Regions from separate parts of the Mus musculus genome. Here region 1 is linked to region 2. Evidence: chromatin contacts called from public promoter capture Hi-C data. All regions are on one chromosome and are shown on one strand. The core of a region is the stretch at or near the end of the contact, and the rest is flanking DNA. Distances in the headings are between cores, read along the strand shown.

Region 1 (4,499 bases), core at 1,387-3,886, 190 kb after region 2:
GGTTAAAGGCTCATCTCAGAGGAGACTGAGAGGAACCCATGTCCACTTGAACTTGCTCAGTGACACCTTACCTGATCTCATCTGGTCTCACTCACCTCCTATGGCAACCAACCTGCCTCTACCCCTCTATCCCGTAGCCACTTTCAGTCTCTGCAGCCTCCACGTTCTGTTTACTCCCTTACAATGCTATCACGACCGTTTCCTGATAATGGATCCCATAGCAAAACAATGTCTTCACAAAAATACTACATCCATTGATAATGTAGAGGATGGACCCAGAGTTGGGATGCTATGCTTTTCCATAGTTCCTCGGGACTGGATTCCCAGGAAAACACAGAGAAAGCAGCCTGGAAGGACACATGTCCCCAGAGTCTGGTAACTGGGAAGCTGCAGCTCCTTCGTTCAGGTCTCAATTTGGTCATCAATGGCTTCTTGAGCTGTCATTCCTCAGTTTCACCTTTGAAATGACAGACTGAAAGGATTTTCTAGGGTTCCTTCGCCTTTAAGCTTGCAGAAACCAATCACATGTTGCGAGTAAAAATAACCAGAAAGAAATTACACAGGATTTACCAAAGTCCATGTTTGCTCTAGATTAACTTTGTCACTGAGCTGCTGTGGCAGGCTGACCTGTTGCATCACAGAGAACACCCCCTTCTTTCTGACAATGTTCTAGAAACACAGAAAACAGTAGATCTGTGTGTGTGTGTGTGTGTGTGTGTGTGTGTGTGTGTGTCTGCGTGTGCGTGTGTGCGTGTGATGTTTTAAATCAGTAAAAGACAGTATGTGGCCCATGACGCAAGGTCTCAGGTTTCAAGTTTACAGCCTGTTACACACACACACACCTGGCAGGGAGGGCCACATGACTGAACAAGGGGCGTGCGTTGGCTCACTGTTATAACCTGTGTCTCATGTGTGATTGATGCCCTGTGTTTACAGTCAGCTTCAATTTCAAACCACCTGCAAGCCTCTCTAAAGGGGACAGCTGCTCAGTACCTGCACAATGACTGCAGGGTAGACTAACTGCAGCCAGCAAGGAGGAGGCAGCTATCTCCTGTGCCCAGTGTATTCACTCACCCCTGCCTCTTATAGCTTAAGCTCACCAAAGCATGCAAGTTCAATGGGATTCAGCCCCAGATCCTCACTGGTCACTTATCCTGAGGTAGTAAAAGGAAAAACGTGTAGCCTTTGGCACGGTGGTGGAAGCGATGACTTCCCTCGCCTTTGCATGATAAAGGTGAAGTCCTAAGTTCCAATCGTTTATCAAACCTCCCAGAAAACAGCAGCGTGAGTGGGATTTCAGGCAGGCTTTACTCACCTCTTTGATCTTTGCCCTCTTCTCACGGATGGTGGCGTCAGCGGGCTCCCGGTTCTCTACCCCGACGGGGGGCAGGAAGTCCACCTTGGGCAAGCCCCTAAACAGATCCTTGTCACGCAGCTGGTCCTGGGCCACCTTTTCCTTCTCCAGCAGAATGTCTCTTTGGATCTCCTCCGGCAGCTTCTGCAGGGTCTCCTTGGCTTCCCTGAGAGCCCGCTCGTGGTTTTCGCGGATCCTGGCTAAGTTGTCTTCCAGTCCAGCTCCAGGGTCCCCAGGCGCGCCTTCCTCGCGGTGCCGGACTCTCCCCTCGGCGGCATCCTCCGCACGCGCCCCGAGCCCGGGCTTGTGCTCCGCCGGCGGCTGCAAGGCAGGGTTGGAGTGGAACAGGACCCCGCTGAGCAGCTTGGAGGAGTCAGGCAGGAAGAAGATTGCCCCGAAGCAGAGCGTGATGAAGGCGCTGAACACCAGCAGCAGCACGAACTTCTCGGTGAGGCGGAAGGCAGCGGGGCCAGACCCCTTCCTCCCGCCGCCAAGCCCCCCGCCCAGGCCACTGCCCAGGCCGCCGCCCCCAGGGCTACTGAAGAGCGGCAACAGGCCCCCCACGGGCATCGCTCCGGAGGTTGTAGCCGCCGGCTGACAGTCTGTCCAGGGGCCCGGCGCCGAGCCGCTCAGCAGCCAAACTTCGCTGCCGCCGGCTGTCAGCGGCTGCGGGGCCGGCTCTTGCGCATCCAGGCCGCCCAGAGCGCGTGTCTGGGCTGCGGGTCTCCCCGCTTGAAGCGGCTCCCCTCCGGCGATCCTCGCCGGGGCGGCTCCTTTGGCAAACAGGCACGCGCGGCAAACCGCTGGCTGCAGCCCCTGTTGGGGGGAGAGGAGACAGTAAAAGCGCAGTGGTTAGGAAGGTGCTGAGAAAGTTTCCAGTGGGGTCTCCGCCCTCCCCTGGACCCGGGATCCGCAGGACCGTATCCCGGCAGGCAACCCCGGGGTCCAGCCGCGGGCACCACCCTCAGAGCCCACTTTGGACTTGGGGTGAAGTTTTCCAGCCGCGGAGGCAGGGTGTCCCGCGACATCTGGGTCAGCACAGCGGGCACCTCGGTGGCAAGGGCGGCGCACCTCTGGGCAGCAAGGGCGCCGCGTGCGTAGGGGGTTCGTCAACTTCTCCAGCTGCCCATCTCCGAGCGCTTCCCGGCGGGTGGTAGCACGCGTACAGCCGGGTGGCTCTGAGGCCCCGGGACACGGCTCAGGTGAGCGAGCGCACCGACCTGCCGGCGTGAGCCAGCGAACCAGGCACCGTACTGCCCTCCGTCGCGGCCCCGCCGTGCACTAATAGCACTGCCGGTCTCCCGAGCGGTCGGAAACGAGGGCGGTGACGCGTCCGGAGAGTGACAGCGCGTCCGGGCCAATCTTACGCCTCCCAGGGTCCCGCGGGGGTGGAGCCGAGGCGGGGAGGGGGCCGCACGGGGCGGGGAGTTTACGGGAAGCGCTGCCTCTCCGGGACCCGGCAGAGGCGGGGAGGTCGCGGCTCCCCTGGGCTCCCGAGGACTGGAACTGCGCCCGGGAGCCGTGTTAAGACTCGCCCGGAGGACCAGAGCCGGAGTTGGTCCGAGCTTATTCCGCCCAAAACCTATTCAAGCCGAAGCCCCAAAGGTAGTGGATCCCCGAGTGACCACTACTAATATGGTAGCGACAGCTTGCCCCAGTACTCGAAATTGGCGATCCCGAAGAGCATGCAGGGGATTGCGGGGGCAAGCCGTGGTTTTGAAGTGGTTTTGAAGGCTTTTCTCCAGCCACCCCTTATTACCCAAGACAGGGATTCCCCGGTGCCCAATAACTCTCAAATCCAAAGTCTCCAGGCTCCTCCACAAAGCTTTTGAGCTCTCTACTCTACCTCGTTAAGAGCCTTTTACATCCTAGGCGACTTGGGGTTTGGGGACTGCTTGGGGCTCTAAGTATACACCCTCTTCCCCTTACAATAAACAACAACAACAACAAAAGTTGTATGACTCCCCCACACTCCCCCACACCCCCCCCACTTTCGAAATTCATTTACCTCATCGCAGTTGGTCAAATTTTCCATTCAAAGAAGACAGTTTTATGCTGCCAGAGCTCCAAGCAATAAATTGAACCCTGTTGAAATTAAGTCTTGGATGCGACAACTCCCAGCGAAGGCAAGACTTGGTCCAACAGAGATTGTTTTCAACACAGCCTTGCAGTATTCAGTCTCATGGAATGTCATGGAAACTGGCTCCACCTCCCATGACATCCATTGGAATGCCCTGCTGATATTGCATAGATCTACATTTTGACCTGGCTGGGAACCCCCTGCCTCAGGGTGAAGAGACAAGAAAACATTTCCCAAACTGTGTTATGAATCCCCTGTTGCTCCACAAAGAAACAGTTACCAGAGGGAAATTTGACTGACTTCCCACTCCTGAAAGCTGGTTTGTAGCAGCTCTGTTTACCCTCAACCTTCTCCGGAAACATGATTTTAAAGTGTGCCCTTTACTTGTCTTAAACCAGAGGAAAACAGCTGGCAACTTCCAGGAGAGTGCCCACAGCACAGTTGTTTCCAGGTGTTGTGCTGTGTGCATAAAGTAAAAAAGCCAAGGCAGAAATCCTAAGGTCGTTTTCGTTTAAATGTTAATTATCATTTTTAGCCATCACTGTTTGTTGTGTATTGGGTTTGTGCAAAATGAGCCAGTAACATAGTCAGAAGTTCTGGTTAATAAGAAATTATGGCTTGATAAATGTGACTTCATAGCTTGATTATTTTGATACTTGCTATGAAATTCTATGCCCAGAAGAGTGCAGCATATCCAAGCAGGGTAATAGATTTAGCTCTAAAAATGAAAGCAATAATGTTTTCTTTTAATGACGAAAAGGTAAATTTCTTTCAAAGTACATTTGTAGGTTGTGCTTAGGTTGAAAACCTAATGACTGAAATAATAGTGTTTATCTCAATGAGACCCTTGAAACAGCTACCTCACAGAAAGGAAGACAGATCCCTAGAAACAGGGGCTAACTCCTGAGGAAGCCAGTTGCTTTCTTTCTGGTCATTTGGTGATGGTAATTGTGCTGCCATTATTTTTCCAACTATGTTTTAAAAATGGGATTAATTTTAAAGAGACAGGAATACCTATGAACTTTGATTTAATTTGGTATATGTATTCCAGAAAGTAATAAAATC
Region 2 (4,183 bases), core at 1,352-3,851:
TGGTATGAGAAAGATACTGTTGATATATATGTATTATACTTGGTATGAGAAAGATACTGTTGATATATATGTATTATACTTGGTATGAGAAAGATACTGTTGATATATATGTATTATACTTGGTATGAGAAAGATACTGTTGATATATATGTATTATACTTGGTATGAGGAAGATACTGTTGATATATATGTATTATACTTGGTATGAGAAAGATACTGTTGATATATATGTATTATACTTGGTATGAGAAAGATACTGTTGATATATATGTATTATACTTGGTATGAGAAAGATACTGTTGATATATATGTATTATACTTGGTATGAGAAAGATACTGTTGATATATATGTATTATACTTGGTATGAGAAAGATACTGTTGATATATATGTATTATACTTGGTATGAGGTCCTTTGCATCGTAGGAGAGAAGACATTGCTCCCCAGGGCTCTGAGCAACTTGTTCCTATTAATGCAACCAAGGTCTTGTCAGAATTCATTACACTCAGTCCAGAATTAATAATTTTATTAATTACATGTTAAGCAAGCCAAGTACTTGTTTGTTTTGCTGATTTCTTATTATAAGCTGATTACAGACCATTAATGTTCATTATATACTAAATTAGGTTTCGCATCTCCTGCAGCATATACTGGAAATAAGCAGTGAACACTTTGGGAGGAGTGGCTATAAAGGATGTCTGTTGCAAAGCTTTGGAAGCACGTACGTACTCAAGAGCCTTTTGCAATTATATATGACTCAAATATGAAGAGCTCTCAAGAGGGTTGTCCAAGTGAAGTTCTTAGAGTTGGTCAGAAAATAATTATGAAGTAATAACCGAGGAAAGAAAATAAAAGAAATAGATAGGAGTCTTGGAGACCAGTAACCAAGGGACAACATAGATCTCCCACATTGAAAAATGGCACGTATGGGCTGGAGGACTGTTCTTCCAGAGGTCTTGATTTCAATTCCCAGCAGCCATATGGTGGCTCACAACCATTTATTTATAAAGTGATCCTATGATATAAGAGCATACTGCATATCAGATACTTACATTATGATTCATAACAGTAACAAAATTACAGTTATGAAGTAGTAACAAAATAGTTTTATGGTTGGGGTCATCACAACATGGTGAACTGTATTATAGGATTGCAGCAGCATTAGGGAAGTTGGGAACTCCTGATCTAGAACCTTAGGTTATTGATAGGCAATAGAGGCACATCTACAAAATGCTTAAAATTCTGGGAGCTATCTGTTGACACAGAACGAGGAGAAAGGGCGAAAAGCTATGTTCTTACTGGTTTATTAGATGCTTATTGTGTGTTTTGATCTAAGTAAAGTTGAAGACAAATAGGTATAATTATTTTTCTATAAGAGGAATACATAACTTACATATTATTTTCCAGCTACTCACTTATGTATTTTAAAGTTGTTCTAATTTTTTTCCTGAAGAGTTGTTTCAACGGTTGTCCTAAGTTGGGTATTTCAGTTGTTATTTATCTGTTATCTAAAAACAAAGTAGTAAAAAAATTAGAAAGTGCCCCAATTCTTTTTGTTTTTTTTTTTTGAAAAAGGACAAAAATACTTAAATTCTGTCCTCTAAAAGGATCATTAAATGGCCCCATTCTGCATTCACATTATTAAGCTTATCAATAGCGACTAGGCTATTCACTTTGCATCGATATGAAGTGCTGACTGACATATAGTTTTCCAATTAGAAAGTTAAATTGCTTTTGAGGACTTGTTTTGGTTGTCCATCTCTCTTCTGTAGGAGACAAAGGGACCAGTAATGAGTAATTGCTATATCATGTACTAATGACACTTGTAAATACTCACCTTAGATGCCAACAGTACAGGAGGGAGGGACGCAGAGGAAGTTTCTAAGGTAACAACTGTAGTAGCCTTGAAAAATTACACCTTGCCATTTAAACCCATTTAGGAATAAGGAACCAATATTCCAAATGTCTTTTAGAAAATTAATTAAATAAAACTAAAATTCAGGAATGCACATTGCTGAGCAATATCAAACTAATAAGGCAGGTAGCCTTAAGTGATATAAACTTTCTTTCTGATACCATCATTTTGCTTTTATCATTTTCATGCTCAACTAAGTAGAATTTAAAGTTCTGCTCTCTGGTCTGGCGGAGGAAGACTTAGATAAGTACCTCTATCCCTCTCGAGAAAATTGGGAGCTAGGATCAGTTGCAATTGGAAGCAGAGTGTTCAAAGTTTTATCATGGGCATTGAAGACAGTCTTTCTGATGGCCAGGCTTTATTCGGGCTTTATTTCACTTCCATCTGTCCTTCTAACTTCAGAACAAGTGCTTTATGGGCTCATAAATTTCCTTCTCTGAAGCCTATTCCTTGAAAGCAGTTGTTAAATATCTTTTTTGAACTTTCCTGGATGCGTGAGTGTACCTTTTAACTGTTTAAGCTGAGTGGTAAGATTCGAAAGTTACTGGCTCAACAATATGTCCTGTGTTTTTTTTTTTTTTTTTGTTTTTTTTTTTTTTTTTTTTTACCGCGCAGAAAGGACTGGTAGACCACAGCACTGAAATTGCTCAATCTATCAGTTTCCAGCAGCTGGGGACTTGAGGCTTGTTTATCTTGCTTAAGGCCTCTCAAGCTAAGTGGAGGGCCTAAATGGCAAACCGTGGTTAGCTCTGTACAGTTTGCCAGGTAAATACCTGTTTCCTCTCATTTCTATTTGCTATCAGTCTGGTCCTTAGTGTGGCTACCTACACAAGGCAGGAACTACATTTCCCAGGTTCCCTGTTGTGACCTCCTAGTAGTCTCGACCAATGAAAGGTACTAGTAGATGCTGGGCAGAGGAGTAGGAGAAGCCACCATGTGTTTCCCCTCTATTTACTGTATTTCCTTCGTGGATACAACCTTGTTGGGCCATTTCTTTTCTGTAAGATGTCAGTCCACTAGAAGTCTAATGCACGTTTTGACTCTTATTTCTGATATGTTGCAATACAACTTCTGCCTGTGTCTTTCAGTTTCTGCTTGATGCGGTGACTTTTGAATTGTCATCCCATTCTACCACGCGGTGTAGCCTCTCAGTCCTGTCCATCTACAATCTGTGGATAATTGCCTGGCTTAGGTGTTGTTTTTACTTTGATTTTGTTATTTGGTGGTTTTTTGAGATTGAGTAATCCCGGGCTCTCTTGTAAGAGTTATAAAGGTAACGAACAGAAATAACACCAGAGGAATTCTCACTTCCTGCTATTCCTTTTGCTGTGCATCCGGTTTCTATCTAGGAATCTTAATGTATTTGTTATCAGAAAGGAAAAGGGTTTTTTTTTTTTTTTTTTTTTTTTTTTTTTTTTTTTTATGTCTTCTCTTTAGTTATAGGGCCCATGAGTATTTTATAAGAAAGGTCACTAGGGAGCCATCTAGTGACTTTTGCTTAGGGCAGTGGGAATTGGCACTTGGTTTTGATTTTTTATCCCAGAAGGAAAAAAAAAAACTCAGAAAAAAAACAAAGAAAAACCAACCCATACATCTTACTGCTAAGTCCTGTAGTCATACCTCCTGCCCCATGCCCTGCTTTCACATCATGGATGAAAAGGTAACTTCTGGGGAGGGGGAGGGGTGGGTGTGTTTCCCTTTCCCTTCATGCCCTTTACTTCAAAGTAGAACAAACCATTTACTTTAACAGGTATTCAAGTTTCGTTTCAAACAGAATGTCCTCTACAGTTAATCAATACATAAAACCTGTGAAGACATCGCTGCTGCTCCTGCCTGAACATGCTGGAGCCCTCTTTAAAGAATGAGCTGAGTACGTGCGCCAAGAATGCTTTTTGGTTTTGTGGTTTTTATCTGATCTCTGGGAGAGGTTAAAAGCCTAAATATACAATGTGCAAAGTCTGAAACATCTCTTAATGTGAGCATCACTGTGTGAAGGAGACCAGAGAGAAGAAAGTGATCTATACCACTTTCTTAAAGCAGCCAAAGAAATTGATGACCTTGTTAAAATTCATTATGTCTATCTACCTTTTAATCATGATTTTGACATCCTATACTGTTTTTTTATCTGGTACTTAAAGAAATTCTGTATATTGATTTATAATAGTGACAAAAGTCACTTTCGGATTTCTGTAGGGACTGATTAATACCTCCAAAATCCTTTGTTTTTTTTCTCCCTCTTTGTTCTGTAGCCATTTATATTAGCACCTG

Evidence for each region. Promoter capture Hi-C pulls out the DNA fragments that hold promoters and counts their contacts.
Region 1: a promoter capture Hi-C map of hematopoietic stem and progenitor cells shows a contact between it and region 2, with 4 times the contacts expected there. The contact joins the promoter of Man1a here to the enhancer-like site in region 2. A contact is called at or near these places in 11 of 39 promoter capture datasets (the 3T3-L1 cell line, 3T3-L1-derived adipocytes, the C10 cell line and 6 more), 11 of 484 Hi-C or Micro-C datasets (the Ba/F3 cell line, the C2C12 cell line, embryonic fibroblasts and 7 more), 8 of 115 datasets of contacts at active chromatin or transcription factors (the 230-238 cell line, bone marrow-derived macrophages, double positive thymocytes and 5 more) and 3 of 9 other capture datasets (adipose tissue, liver and pancreatic islet).

The regions. Positions count from the first base shown.
Region 1 is chr10:54,073,101-54,077,599 of GRCm38.p6, forward strand. It overlaps Man1a (mannosidase 1, alpha), which reads right to left and starts at 2,637. Exons shown (of 13, transcript NM_008548.5): 1 at 2,426-2,637; 2 at 1,316-2,170. The coding sequence starts at 1,924. It overlaps Gm16998 (predicted gene, 16998), which reads left to right and starts at 2,822. Exons shown (of 3, transcript NR_038016.1): 1 at 2,822-3,753.
Region 2 is chr10:53,885,925-53,890,107 of GRCm38.p6, forward strand. No RefSeq gene overlaps it. Among named protein-coding and RNA genes, the nearest start is that of Fam184a, 140 kb to the left of the region's middle. Within about 2 kb of position 2,602, at least 54 of the 459 cell types and tissues checked have an H3K27ac peak or open chromatin away from gene starts, as enhancers often do. A contact at or near this core is called in the Ba/F3 cell line, bone marrow-derived macrophages, fetal liver and 4 more, where this site is marked.